Regions from separate parts of the Strix aluco genome. Here region 2 is linked to region 1. The links are chromatin contacts, called in public Hi-C maps. All regions are on one chromosome and are shown on one strand. Each heading gives the region's core, a stretch centred on a gene start, on an enhancer-like site or on the middle of the called end of the contact. The rest is flanking DNA. Distances are from core to core; before and after follow the strand shown. Region 1 holds the start of TRAF7 (TNF receptor associated factor 7). Region 2 holds the start of ZNF598 (zinc finger protein 598, E3 ubiquitin ligase).

Region 1 (6,245 bases), core at 3,049-5,548:
CCCTGGGCTGCCACCTTCAGCTTTGTGCTGGCAAGTACTTGCCATCTCGCATGAGATATGAAATGTCTCATCAGGAGGAGCTTTAGCAAACTATCTAGGCTAGGCTGAGTTCAACTGAGCTGGGCCAGGCAGCTTAGAAACAGGCAGCGTAGGGAGAGAATTCACCAGGCAGAAAAGTAATGCGTTTTTCCCTTTCCCGCAGAGAACTGAAGCACAGGTCCATGAAGCTGCCCAACGAGCCCAAATTCAAGCTCCACGACTACGTGAAGAAGGAAGTGAGAGGCTCGGGCTGCTGCAGGTCCTAATGCGCTCGGTGCATTTGTACAGAGACTCATGCCAAGTGTTTGTGCGCTGCGCTCTCTCCTCGTGGACAACGTGTGCATGTCTGTCTGTCGTGTCTGTATCTGCCTAAAAGGTGAGCCCAGACGTGGGGAATGGAAGAAGCAGCAGCAGAAAAAGCTCTCTGGGCTGAGGCGGGCGCTGGCCGTGCTGCAGCCACGTGCCGGGCGCTGCTCCCCGAGCCCCCACCGCATCCATCCGCACCGCGAGCCCTCCGGCTTCCCTGGCCAGTCGCTCCCACCCGGCTCGCAGCCGCTCGTTCGGGAGGGGAGCGGGCTGGGGTCTCCTGTTGTGCCCCCTGGGGCTGTTTCCACCATTCCAGCCAGGAGCATTATGAGGCTTCTTTAACGTTAGTAAGAATTACAGTGTGATTAAGGGCAATGAACGCTTCTCCCCACCAAATATCTGGGTAGGAAAAAGCCCCAAATTCCCTTTTCTTTCCCGCGTACCTGGAATTCAGAGCCTGGGGCACACAAGGAAGACTTGTTTTCAAGGCAACCAGTTTTGTAGTTGCTTACTTCTGTCTGTCCATCTTTCATGTGGTGTGACACACCTCCCCGATGAGGGTTTCTCCTCTTCCCCTCAGAAGACAAGAGCTTAGCTGTCGGTCTGAGTAAGCTCCTGCTAACCTTCTGTTGTACAAAGATTTCCTGAATGTTCATCTGTTCGGTAAAGGCTTTGGTTCTCTTACTTCTGCCGTTTCTGGTACTTTAATTCAGAAAAAAATCTGATGTATTGCAGCTTATTCTAAATACCTTCATGTAAGTGTGATGATAGCGTTTTTAGACTGCAACAGTGCTTTGATATCTTCAAAGTTCTCTTGGGACAGCTCTTTCTTTTAACTGAAGAAAGCTGGGGGGAATGCTGTAGGCATTGATTTTACAGGTTTCAGACTCTCCTGCCAGCTCTGTTCAATGGACTCCTCACCCCTTTGGTCTGTGTCAGGCATTTGGCTTTGTTTTTTTTTTTTTTTTTTTAAAACAAGCTGCACTTCTAAGTACAAATTTGATTCTGGATCAAGTGTTTGGCCTTTGGCAGTTTTCTAATTTGAAAATTCCAGGTGCCCGCTACACTGAACTTCCCCGCACTGCCCTAAATTGACCGTTTAAAATAACTCATCCTTCGCTCCCCAGCTCTCTCAGCAGTTAGTTCAGATGCCCCTACCCCATGTTTTGCTGGGGGTGTTAGCTCCAGCCCTTCACAAAGACCCCCCTGCAGCTACCGCTGGGATTCAGGCAGGCAGGGACTCCTCAGAGCTACAGGAAAATGAGCAGCTCACCTGTTATTGCACCACAACAGTATGAACAAGGATCCTAAAATCCAAGACTTTCTCTGAAATAACTGCAACAACTCTCTTTACCTTCACCCGCTCTAAGAGGTGGCAACGCCTGCTACAAGCACACTTTTAAATCTGTTTGCAAGTAGCAGCAGCACACAGGGAAGGCTCTGAAAGTTGCTTGGGCACTGTCAAGAAGCACAGAGGAATCTGTAAAACTCACTGTTTCCCGCTGCTTTGGTGAGCTTCACTGTGCTCCCACGACTGCTGCCTGACCTTGTCTCCTACACGAAGCTGCTTATCTTAGAGCCACCTCCCTTCTCCTTCTGGGCTGCGTAGCACACGCTTGCTGGCTGAGGTGAAGAAAAAAAGAAAAGTGGGATTTTGTGCAGTCCCTAAGTGTGCTAAGTACCTAAGTACCAGTATTTTGGTATCGCAGGTGTGCAGGGGAGGGCCAGCCCAGCAGAGCCACGGGACAGCAGTCAGGCAGCTCCAGGACCTGCCCTGGGCCCAGGTCTGACTTTGGATCTATTTTCTCTAAGCCTGACCTTAGCGGTGCAGCAGCAGCCCCTGTCCCGAGGCACCAGTCACTGCACGGACACGCTGCCCCAGAAGCTACAGGGAGTCGCAAAAATAAGCAGCAATATTCTTAACACTCCCATCAGGTTGCTGCCTTCCCTCTCCCTGGCAGGGCGGGACACCCTTGCATCTCGCTGTCTTGAAGAAACAGCTGCCAACTCTTCTTCAGTGTGGGACCAAAACCAATTTAAAAACTAATTTAAATAAGGAAGATGTAAATGCTACCCTTTGGAGTACTTTCGATATGCCTGTTGGGAGCCAACTCTACTACAGCAGAGACATCACAACTGCATTTCTGGTATTAAACCTGAACTTTAAGCCAGACTCAGCCCCCAGTCTCAAGTTCCCTCTAGACTGGTCTCCCAAAGCCCGCGCTCTGACCTCGCCCTAAAGCTCCTCCTCAGACTGTTATTTGGCATCTTCTTACATGGGCCTTTACTGCCACCAAGCGATAAAGAATTAATTGTTCAGCGCATTCAAACAAGCCAGAGGACTCGGCATTACATGCAACTTCTCATTTTTGCTGGCTCTTGTTTACAGCTTTTCATTCCTGTTAATAAAAATTTTTTAATAATCTTTGTGGCTACAATGGCTTTTTTGATCATCTAACATACACACGTGCACTGTTTAATTATTCATAGTTCAGCCCATTCTTGAACCCATCTAGACCCTTCCATTAGCAGCTCTGGGTGCTCCAGTGCCCCCAGAAAAAAATTAAAAGGGAGCTGGGCTAAGCCAAGCCGCAGCACGTTTTAAGATGCTCTGGTTCCCTTAAAGTGAATAGTAATAGTATAAATGGTCTGCTGGGTGCCCAAATGCAAAGTTTGAAGTTGGTCTGTGGCTTTACCCGTGGGATTGGTGAAAAACAGAAGCAAAAAGTCTTTTGAAAACTTTTATTAGATCTGTAAGGCATAAAATTGACCTAATACAGAAGCCAAATGGAGATCCACTGTGTTTACCTTAAGCTACCCCATGTGGTAGAGTAAAAGTCGATGACTTTTGATTTCTTCACCTTTGGGCAGTTCTGCTGCTTGTGTTTTAAAAACTTACTCCCAGGTTGTACAACGTCAGAAACAGCAGCTCCCCCGTTTGATACAGCAACCCTAAGAGCGCCTTTTTTTAGTCATACTCGGAGCTGCACCGCTTGCTCGGCTCCGGAGCCTGCAGCCTACGCTACCCCTTGAACAGCAGCTGTTTCAGCCACAGTTTCAGCCACCCGCGACCCACTCGTGCTTCCCCTGCGGCTGCAGATCCCAGCAGTACCTTACAGGAACACAGGGTACGCTAGAAACAAGCGATGCCGCATTTTACCTCCCCGAAGCCCCCGGAGTTGCCCGCCCCGCCTGCAGGCAGAGCTGGCGGGCGGCTCCGGGCATGGGGGGTGCCGGTCCCCGGGCCGCCCCAAGCAGGCCCTGGGAAAGCCTCCCACACCGCCGTTCATCTCCCCCCCCGCCTCACCACCCCCTCAAGGCCGCCACCATCTTGTTCTCGCCGGTGCGATCCGGTTCCCGCCGAGCCCTGAGGAGAGAAGGCAGCGCGGTGAGAGCGGGCCGCACCGCCGCGCCCGGCCCCGCCGCGGCTCCCTCGGGCCTCAGCCGGGGATCGTCAGCAGGGGCCGCGGCCACCCACCGCCCTCAGACGAGGTGTCAGAAAGGTAGATAAGATCATCACCGGCCCGCCCCCCGTTACCGGCCCCGCCGCCACCCGCTCCCCCTCACCTCTGGGCGGGAAAGGACAGGCGCCTCCCCCGCTGCAGCCTTTATAACTTCCCCCAGGTCGCTATTGGTCAGGCTGCGTGAGGAGATGGCCAGTCGCGAGCCGTTGGCGTGATCGCTCTCCCGCCTCCCCTTGCGCTCATTGGTCACCTCCCTTCCTCGCTCCAATGGCGCGGCGCGGCGCAGCGTGGCCCGAGGCGGTGGTCTGCCGCCGTCTGATTGGTTCCTGGAGGAGGCCGCGCCGAGCCAGTAGCAACAGTGGTTGTAACATAGAGTGACTGGGAAAGAGCCAATCAGCGCTCAGCCGCGGGGGATGCTGGGAGTTGTAGTCCTAACGTCACGGAGACCCGGGCGAGGAGCGGGCGGAAGGCGACACGCCGGACTACAAGTCCCGGGGAACGCCGGGTGCGGGGCTTCTGGCCCGGGCGGCAGCGGGGCCGCTAGACCAGGGGGGAGCAGGCCCGGGGTCGCGATGTGCCGGGGCCGGGCACCGGCGCTCCGGCCGCCGCCGCTGCTGCCAGGTACGAGCGGGGCTGGGCCGGGTTGAGGGGAGCCCCGCGGATGAGGGGAGCCGGCCGGGCCCGGCGCTGAGGGGGCTCTGTGAGGGGAAGGGCCGCGCTGGGCGGGAGGGTGAGGGCTGGGGGCGCCGGACAGCCCGCGGAGGGGCTGCGCGGTGGCCCGGGTGAGGGGGTCCCGTTCTAGGGAGGTGGCTGCGGCAGCTGCAGGGCTGCTCGGAGCAGCTCCGGGGGCTGCCGCCCGCCTGGCAGCGCTGCGGTGGCTTCTGCCGCCTCGTTCCCCTCCCTTGGGCGGTTTGTGTGGTGGTTTTTAAACTCTGTGCAGGGCCCGGCGTGATTTTTCAGGTGTGCAGAGGAGCTCGCGTATCCCCGCCGGTGTTGTGCGGTCTTCGGTGAATCCTGTCCCAGTCCTGCTTTCTTTGCCCCAGCTGCTTTCCTTTTGCTGTTTCTAGCGGGGCGTGCTTAATTTTGTCTTTTTCTGCTCCATTACTTGTCTGACTTAGGGCACGTGTTGCTCATGGTTCTCTCTTGATCTCCCAGTAACCTCATTTCCCTGTGCTTTGGTTTCACAACTTACGCAATTTAGGATATTTGGTGGTAGATCTCCGTAACTGCCCCAAGACAATTGCACATCTCAGCAGGCAATGCGTGACCGTCTTCTCATTTCAAACATGCTGTTTAGTTCTGCCTTATTCTACTGCCAGCTCGCAGCTGCTGTTCTCTGACAGACTTGCTGTCAAACACTTTTCTCCTGTTTGATCCGCGACTGTGACCCGATGATCCTGTTGTGTTGCGTGAAAGCCAGAAGCGAGGGCGTTCTTTCAGTTCAGCTTGCTTTTGAGCTCTGTTGGTATGAAAGACAACGGCTCAGATGGGCTCTGCTGGGGGCCGATGAGTGTGAGAAGAAAGCTGGTACATAAGTTAGCTGGGTTTGATATGTACATAGCAAGTCAGGTCCAGGCTATTGTACCCCCCGGGGGTAGCTGTATTGTGGAGAACTCTGGTCTAACACTTATTTTTCAACTTTGACAATGTTGCCAAATGCCTTATTTCAATCTCAGCACTTTAATTTTGTGCATTTTCACCCCAGCGATGTATTCTTTTCAGTTTGTCCGAAGCACTTAGTGCTCCTCTTCAGCAGCTGTTGCATTTTGGCTTCGAGTGTTTGTCAGTGACTCTTGCTTATGGCCACAACGACGTTGTTGGGTTTTCAGGGAGCGAGCTGCGTGAGTGAAGGACGATTCCAGAAAGCCCTTGCTGAGGGAAAATGGCATGAGAAAGTCAACCACTTCCATGACAGCCTTTACGTGGCTCCCTGGGAGCTGTGCGAGGAGGGGAGGTGGTTCACAGAAAGATAACCCAGTGCACCACCAAAAACTGGGGCTTCATGGTGTGAAGTGCTGTACAGACATTTACTGGCCATGAGACCTGGCTGTCACCGTCGACAAGGGGCAAGGGAACAGCCGGTGCTGTCCTCATTGCACGCCTGGGGCATGGGAGGTGAAAGAGTTTCTGGATTTCCTAAGCATCATGTGGGACACTGTAGGAGCAGGGAACTGTCTGTGGTCTGCCAGGTCCCCCTCCAAGTCGTGGGGTCCCCCACCCTGGGCACTGAGGAGGGACAGGGTAAATCCAGCCAGAAAGCTCCAGCTTTGTGGTTCAGTTTTCTGCAGTGTGCAGCAGCAGGTCACTTGCAGGTGAAACTGCCCTGCAGAAAGGGACGTTTCACCATGAAGGAGGTTAAATTTTACCAAGCAGCAGTGAGAAGCCTAAGCTGAATCAGAGTGACCAGAACATTCAGTCAGGGAATGCAGGTACCTT
Region 2 (5,942 bases), core at 1,529-4,028, 250 kb before region 1:
CCTAAGGGGACCTCCTTGCTCACAGTTGCCCCCGCTGACCTCCAAGCAGCCTGGGTCTCACACCACAGCCGGTTATGATACTAAGTCCTCCTTCAGAAGCCACCTACCACTGGTCTGCTCCAGCACAGGTTCTCAGTTTGGGAACTGCTGGGGTAGCAGCAACATTATGAAACAGCTGGAGTTACCTGCACCAGCTCAGAAAGGCTGAGACACAAACACAGTAAATGCCTTTCAGTTCTTACAGTAACCACTGTAAATCTAGAAATACTTACAATCTTAATAAGAGCATTCAATTATATAATATTCAAGTAGTTTGGTATTGCTAAATCACCCCTCTACCCTTGCTGGGGTGAAATACCATGGAACGAGTCTTTTGTGTCTGGTTTTGTGCCTTTTTTTAAAGCTTTCTTTACAGTGGGGCTACTGTTTAGTTAACCAAAACAAAAAACGTACCAAACTTGCTTAAATATCAAGCTTAAAATAAAGAGAATACAAGCTTAAGTTTGTTGGACAAATGACAACTATGTCTAATGCCAATTATTTAAAAAATTTAATTTCAGTGAAGTCTTACTGACATTTCATTTTGGCCCAAAGTGAGTTTTAGAAGAGAGGAACAGATTGCTGAAAAGTAGATTTTATCACAGGAGTCCAACACAATTTCCCACAGCCGTTCCAAGAACAATCGCACACACATGTATGTAACAGGCACACTGACAGATCCTCCGAGCCTGATCCAAGTACACGTCAGGGTTAGTCTACAGGTCAACAAGTAAATCCTTCCTAACTTCGCTGCAACAATTATGCATCGCTGAAAGCACGCATTACCATAACAAGAATATCCTGCTTTCTCCTCCGTCACTCATCTTTGTAGTTTTATTTCCTTTGGACATTCTGCTGTGACATTTACCACTTCGGTCTACACTACCCTGTACGACACCCGCTGAGATTTGGTGGTGGTGGTGTACATGCCTGTGCTAATCCCACACGCTGTGCAAATTAAGACACAGGTTTAGGTTCTACATATACGTTCCATTCATTCAACAGCAGTTTTGACGTGATTTATGCCCCCCAATGTCTTTTTTTCTTTCCTTTGGGCAGATGGGTGAACGGACAGACCAGTATTATAGCAGCACTTAAAGACAAGGGGGAAAAAGAGTCCAGTCATTAAAAATGACCTCTCAGGCAATTATAATAAAAGGATCATTTAAACAGTTAATAAAGGAGGGAGAAAGATGACTGAACAAACCAAAGTTCAGGCCACATAATATAGCAGTATTAAAAAACTGAAAAGCTCTTGAGATTTAACAGTCCACCCATGACCCTAAGACAAGCAGGTTTAAGGATGAAGAGCAACATCACACCTTGCTTCCTCCTAAGACGGCAGAAGTGGAGCAGCAGCTCCGCAGAGGATGATCAGAGATAAAATTACCTTCACTGAGTTTCTTTCTGTACACAGAGGCTACTCATGTGCCAGTAAGCTCTGTCTAAAAACCACATCAACCCTTCTGGCCTCCACAAAGTCTGAGGATCTTCAGTACACAGCCTAAAAATCTTCCATCCCTCCAACCATTTGAACAATATGAAAAGCAGCCAACACCAACAGTTTAGTTGGAGGGCTCTTCTTTTGCCAAGGGGAGAGCCCCCTCCCTCTATATTTATTTCATTTCCTAAACCATCTCAGTATATTTCATTCAGTGCTAGTACCAATTCTTTTCTTCTCAAAGGGTTTGGTTTTCTCTGCAGCAGTTCTGCAAAAACAAATTCACATATGAAGATTTGTTTTTACAAACATCCTTGAACAACTTTCCTTCACGTGGCTCACTGCTGCACCACATCCTCGGCTCCCTCTGTGCAGCCGAGCCACAGCATCAGGGTGACTTGCTCTGAACTCCACACAGGGCCCTGCACTATCACACCAGCAGGCTGGGAGGAAAACAGAAGTCCATCAGAAAAATTATAATTGAAGGGAAATTACTTTTTAAGCATAAACTCAAGAGACGGCTCACGCTAACAGGAACTGGAGGCAAATGCAGCATGGTGTGCTGTAATGCAAGGCATGAGCAAGCCCTGGAAGAATACAAAATATGTTCTCCCCCAAGCTTAAAATCAAGTCAGGAATTCGGCAGGATGATATGAGTCATCTGAGATCACGTAATACCAACTCTGGAGAGCAAGCCCTGCTGATTTTTAAAAATAATAAAAATATTCCCTTTAAATTCCATTTTCTTCATGTTCTGTTTCCAACATGCCTCCCGTCGCCTCTGAACGGCGGCCGCACTGCCGGGAGCGAAGCAAACGGCAGATAAACGCGCCGAGCTCCGGGCTGAGGGATGTTCCTCCCCCCCGGCTCCACTCAGCAGATTTCACGAGTCGCTCCGCGGCCCGACTCCGGCCCCAGCCCAGCCCGAGGCCTCCGCCCGCCCCACGGCCCCGCTCCCCCCGGCAACCGGCCCGAGCCCAGCCCCGCGGGGCGCCGACAGAACCCGGCACCGGGCGAGGGGGGCGCGGCCCAGCCCCGCCGGGTGCGCGGGCCCCGGCCCCGGCCTCACCTGGCCCAGCTCCTCCCGGCACACCGCGCAGTACCGCACGCCGCACAGCGCCCGCATCCGCACCGAGCACCGGTAGCAGATGGGGTGGTCGCAGCGGCCCAGCGCCACCACCTCCAGCTCCCCGCAGCACAACACGCACGACCCATCCGCGGGGCCCGCCGCCGCGCCGGAGGCCGAGGCGGCCATGGCGGCGCCGACCCGCCGCGGCCTAGGCCCCGCACCGCCTAGCAACCGCCCGCACCATCGAGAGGCGGCCTAGAGCGCCGCCCGGCCCAACGCGCGACTCTCTGCCCAGCTTCCGACCATAGAGACCCGCCCTCGCGGATCCCCGGCGCAGCGCCGGCCTGGCTGACCATCGAGTCTCCGCCTAGAGCGGCGGCTCCCTTCCCGCATTACCCCTTCCGGCCGCCACAGCGCCACCCTCCTGACGGCACCCCGCGTCCTCCCCTGCCCCACCATAGAGTCGCAGTCCAGAGCGTCCCCTCGCCGCGCTAGCCTCGCTCTTACAGGCCTATGACCATAGAGAAGCGCTGCCCGGAGCGCCTCGGCGGCAGAGCCCCTCTAGCCGCCTCTCTCTGGTCTCCCGTGAGGTGGAGGTGGCCCGCGGGAGCCATTTGGCAACCTCTTGCCTGGTGGCAGCTGAACAGGCCGAGCAGTGCTGGGCGGCCGCGGCCTGTGCTGTGTCGCCTCAGGGCCTGCCCCTGTGGGGAGACAGGGGACCCCCAGGCCTATTCCTGGCACCTCTGGGTGCTGCCCTGCGCCTTCCGTGGGGGCCTGTGGGGCAGCACGGCACCGACTCTCCCCTGTGATACAGAGAAATGATTACTTGTTTTAAGACTTATTTACTTATAGAAAACTGCTTAGCAACTTATTTACTTACTTCTAGCAAGTTATAGTATTACTTATAGTATTTTTTAATATTGCTAAGAATCCTGTTTGCCCAGACTGTTCTGTGGAATTTTACCAAGGACTGCTGTGTCCATCAAAACAAAGCAGTTTAATGTGAAAATCTACCAAGAACTGCAGTGTTCTGCAAAATATCATGGTTTTGTCCTTGAGGAACAGGTGTGCTCTAACTAGTTGGGTCTCGGTAACGAGTAAAGATAGCCATGTACGGGTTGTAGAAGTTTCATTGGTTCCCTTAAATAAGATAGGATGAGTAAACTGGCTGAAAAACATTTTTGTTGTTCAAGAAATTAGCTAAGAGAATCTGCGCATGCTCCGGGGAAAAAACAAGGTGAGAAAGACTACGAGCCTTCCTCCCAAAGATCCCTGAAGACGCCCCCCAGGAGGCAATGCGCAGGTGCAAAGATAACACAAACTGTTGACATCAGCCTTTCTAACTAACCCAGCCTCACTCATGCATATGCATGTTTGTGTTATGTAATCCAGTGAATATGTATATCCAGACTCTATAAGTTTTTGGTAAAATGTGCGGTGGGTGTGCAAGCTTTGTGGACAAATCCCCTTGCAGGGGGTAAAACATACCTGCTTTATAACTCTATTCGAGTTGTAGAGTTTGGTTTCCACGAATCACCTGGATAAGGTGTTTTGGCCGCAGCGTGTGTGGTGGGGTTGGGGTCCCGCTGATGTGGCAGCCTGGTGACCTGCCGGCAGTGGGATGGTGCTTTACATGGGATTTTGTCCGGGCAAACAGCCCCACAGTGGACCTGCAGCTCTGCCTCTTGATCTGATTTTGTAACCCAGGCGGCGGGTAGCCTGTGTAAACTAGGTGTGATTGGAAAAAAAACTTGTTAAAAAGTGTAGCTGAAACACTGTGGAAAATAGGATATCGCATCCATTAGAGCAGTACTGCAAATGGGCTCTGTTAGGGTCAGTACATTCAGAGCACAGTCTGTTAGAGACATTTTTGTGTATGTGCTCCAGGTGGTGATTCATGCATTCAGCATCTGAGCATGTGACGGCTGACCGGGGTTTCAGAGTGAGTTAAGGTGAGCTAGAGTTAATCATTGATGTGCCTGGTTGGTTGCTAAAGAAATGTATGTTCCCGCACTTGCTTTGCGGGCCGATTTTGTATTTTAAAGGTCTGTGTGTTGCTGGGGCTTAGAGATGAGAATTGCAGCTCCTTAAACAGAAGAGGGTGCTCCAGGAGCATGGAGAACAGCGTTACCACGGGCTCAGCAGCCATGTTCCTCTGGAAGTACAGTGAAAAAGCATAAAAGCTTGTTTGCGGACAGCACAGAGGAAGAGACAGAAACAGTTTTTCAAACTTAAGGATCTCCCACCTTTTTTTCTCCCAGATTCCCACTAAAAGATTAATGTGAGGTCACCTTCCTTCCCATGTGTGAAAAATCAGAGCAGATCTCTGTCAAACACTGATGTTCTGCTTCTAGATCTACCCAAAAAAATCTCAAGAAACCCCAAGCTCTTGGCATGAGGCGCTTGTTCTGCCACATCATTATATGTGTCACCAGATGAGCAGCACGTCACTCCGCTTAGTAAACATTCCTGGAGTCCTGTCCCCTGAGTCAAGGGCTGCCATCTGTCCCAGAAATGACAAAACAGCCCAATTTTTCATGGGTGTCTCCTGTGACCTGTAGAGCCGGTATTAGAGGATGGTCGAAGAATGATTCCAGGACACACCATGCCTCAGTGAAGCAGGTCAACGCTCAGGTTGCTCATTGGCACGGTATGGTAACTCTTAAAGAGGAAACATCTCAAAATAAACTAATTTTTCTAGGAAGGAAAATGGAGACAAACCACATTAAATTACACATTAAAATGTACAGTAAATTCCTAGGATCTGCTTGTGCACATCATGGCTGGCTGGAAGATTGGACAAGCAGCATCCTTATCATTTGGATCTGCTTTCATTTCACTGAATTCCTTGTCATTTGAGTTAAAAGATGCACTTTATTTTCTTTGAGTCATAAATGATCATTTCAGGACAAAGGAGCTTATAAAACATGGTGAGTTCATTAAAATGTATCATGATGTTATCTAGTCCAACACCAGCATCATTTAACAACATCAGTGCTGTTAAGTAAATTAAGTAATAGGTTTGATTAGTATTTTGGAAAACAGATAGATGAAGTATTTCAGTGTTTTGGATCATTGGCTACAACAGGTAATACTTACTTTCTCCTAAAGAGACCCATTTATCATACTTCAAAGTAGAGTAGATAATACATGTCTTTCTGGTAATCAACATTAAAGTGTGTTTGGGTGGGGCTGTTTTAAATAATTAGGAATGACTGAGGATGTTGGCTGTAATTACTTCAGGAAATGTTTCCCCCCCACCCCCCCCCCCCCCCGAATTAATGATACTGTTGAAAATGTTTTTGTGTCAAAACTGCATCACACAATTTTGGAGAGCAATTAGCATGAAATGAGATGGAGGCTGCTGACAGTAATGTGCTGTCTTAAGTGTCA

What was found. A called contact is a pair of places that touch in the nucleus more often than the background predicts.
Region 2: a Hi-C map of heart shows a contact between it and region 1, with 17 times the contacts expected there. The contact joins the promoter of ZNF598 here to the promoter of TRAF7 in region 1. A contact is called at or near these places in 2 of 2 Hi-C or Micro-C datasets (brain and heart).

What each region holds. Positions count from the first base shown.
Region 1 is chr15:5,913,027-5,919,271 of bStrAlu1.hap1, reverse strand. It overlaps TRAF7 (TNF receptor associated factor 7), which reads left to right and starts at 4,298. Exons shown (of 20, transcript XM_074841466.1): 1 at 4,298-4,430. LOC141930298 (a long non-coding RNA gene) reads right to left here and starts at 4,138. Exons shown (of 2, transcript XR_012625254.1): 1 at 3,913-4,138; 2 at 3,076-3,712. It overlaps LOC141930558 (small nucleolar RNA SNORD60), which reads right to left and starts at 3,870; the gene lies at 3,781-3,870. It overlaps RAB26 (RAB26, member RAS oncogene family), which reads left to right. Exons shown (of 9, transcript XM_074841154.1): 9 at 203-2,771. The coding sequence ends at 305.
Region 2 is chr15:6,165,940-6,171,881 of bStrAlu1.hap1, reverse strand. ZNF598 (zinc finger protein 598, E3 ubiquitin ligase) reads right to left here and starts at 2,778. Exons shown (of 12, transcript XM_074841323.1): 1 at 2,550-2,778. The coding sequence starts at 2,735.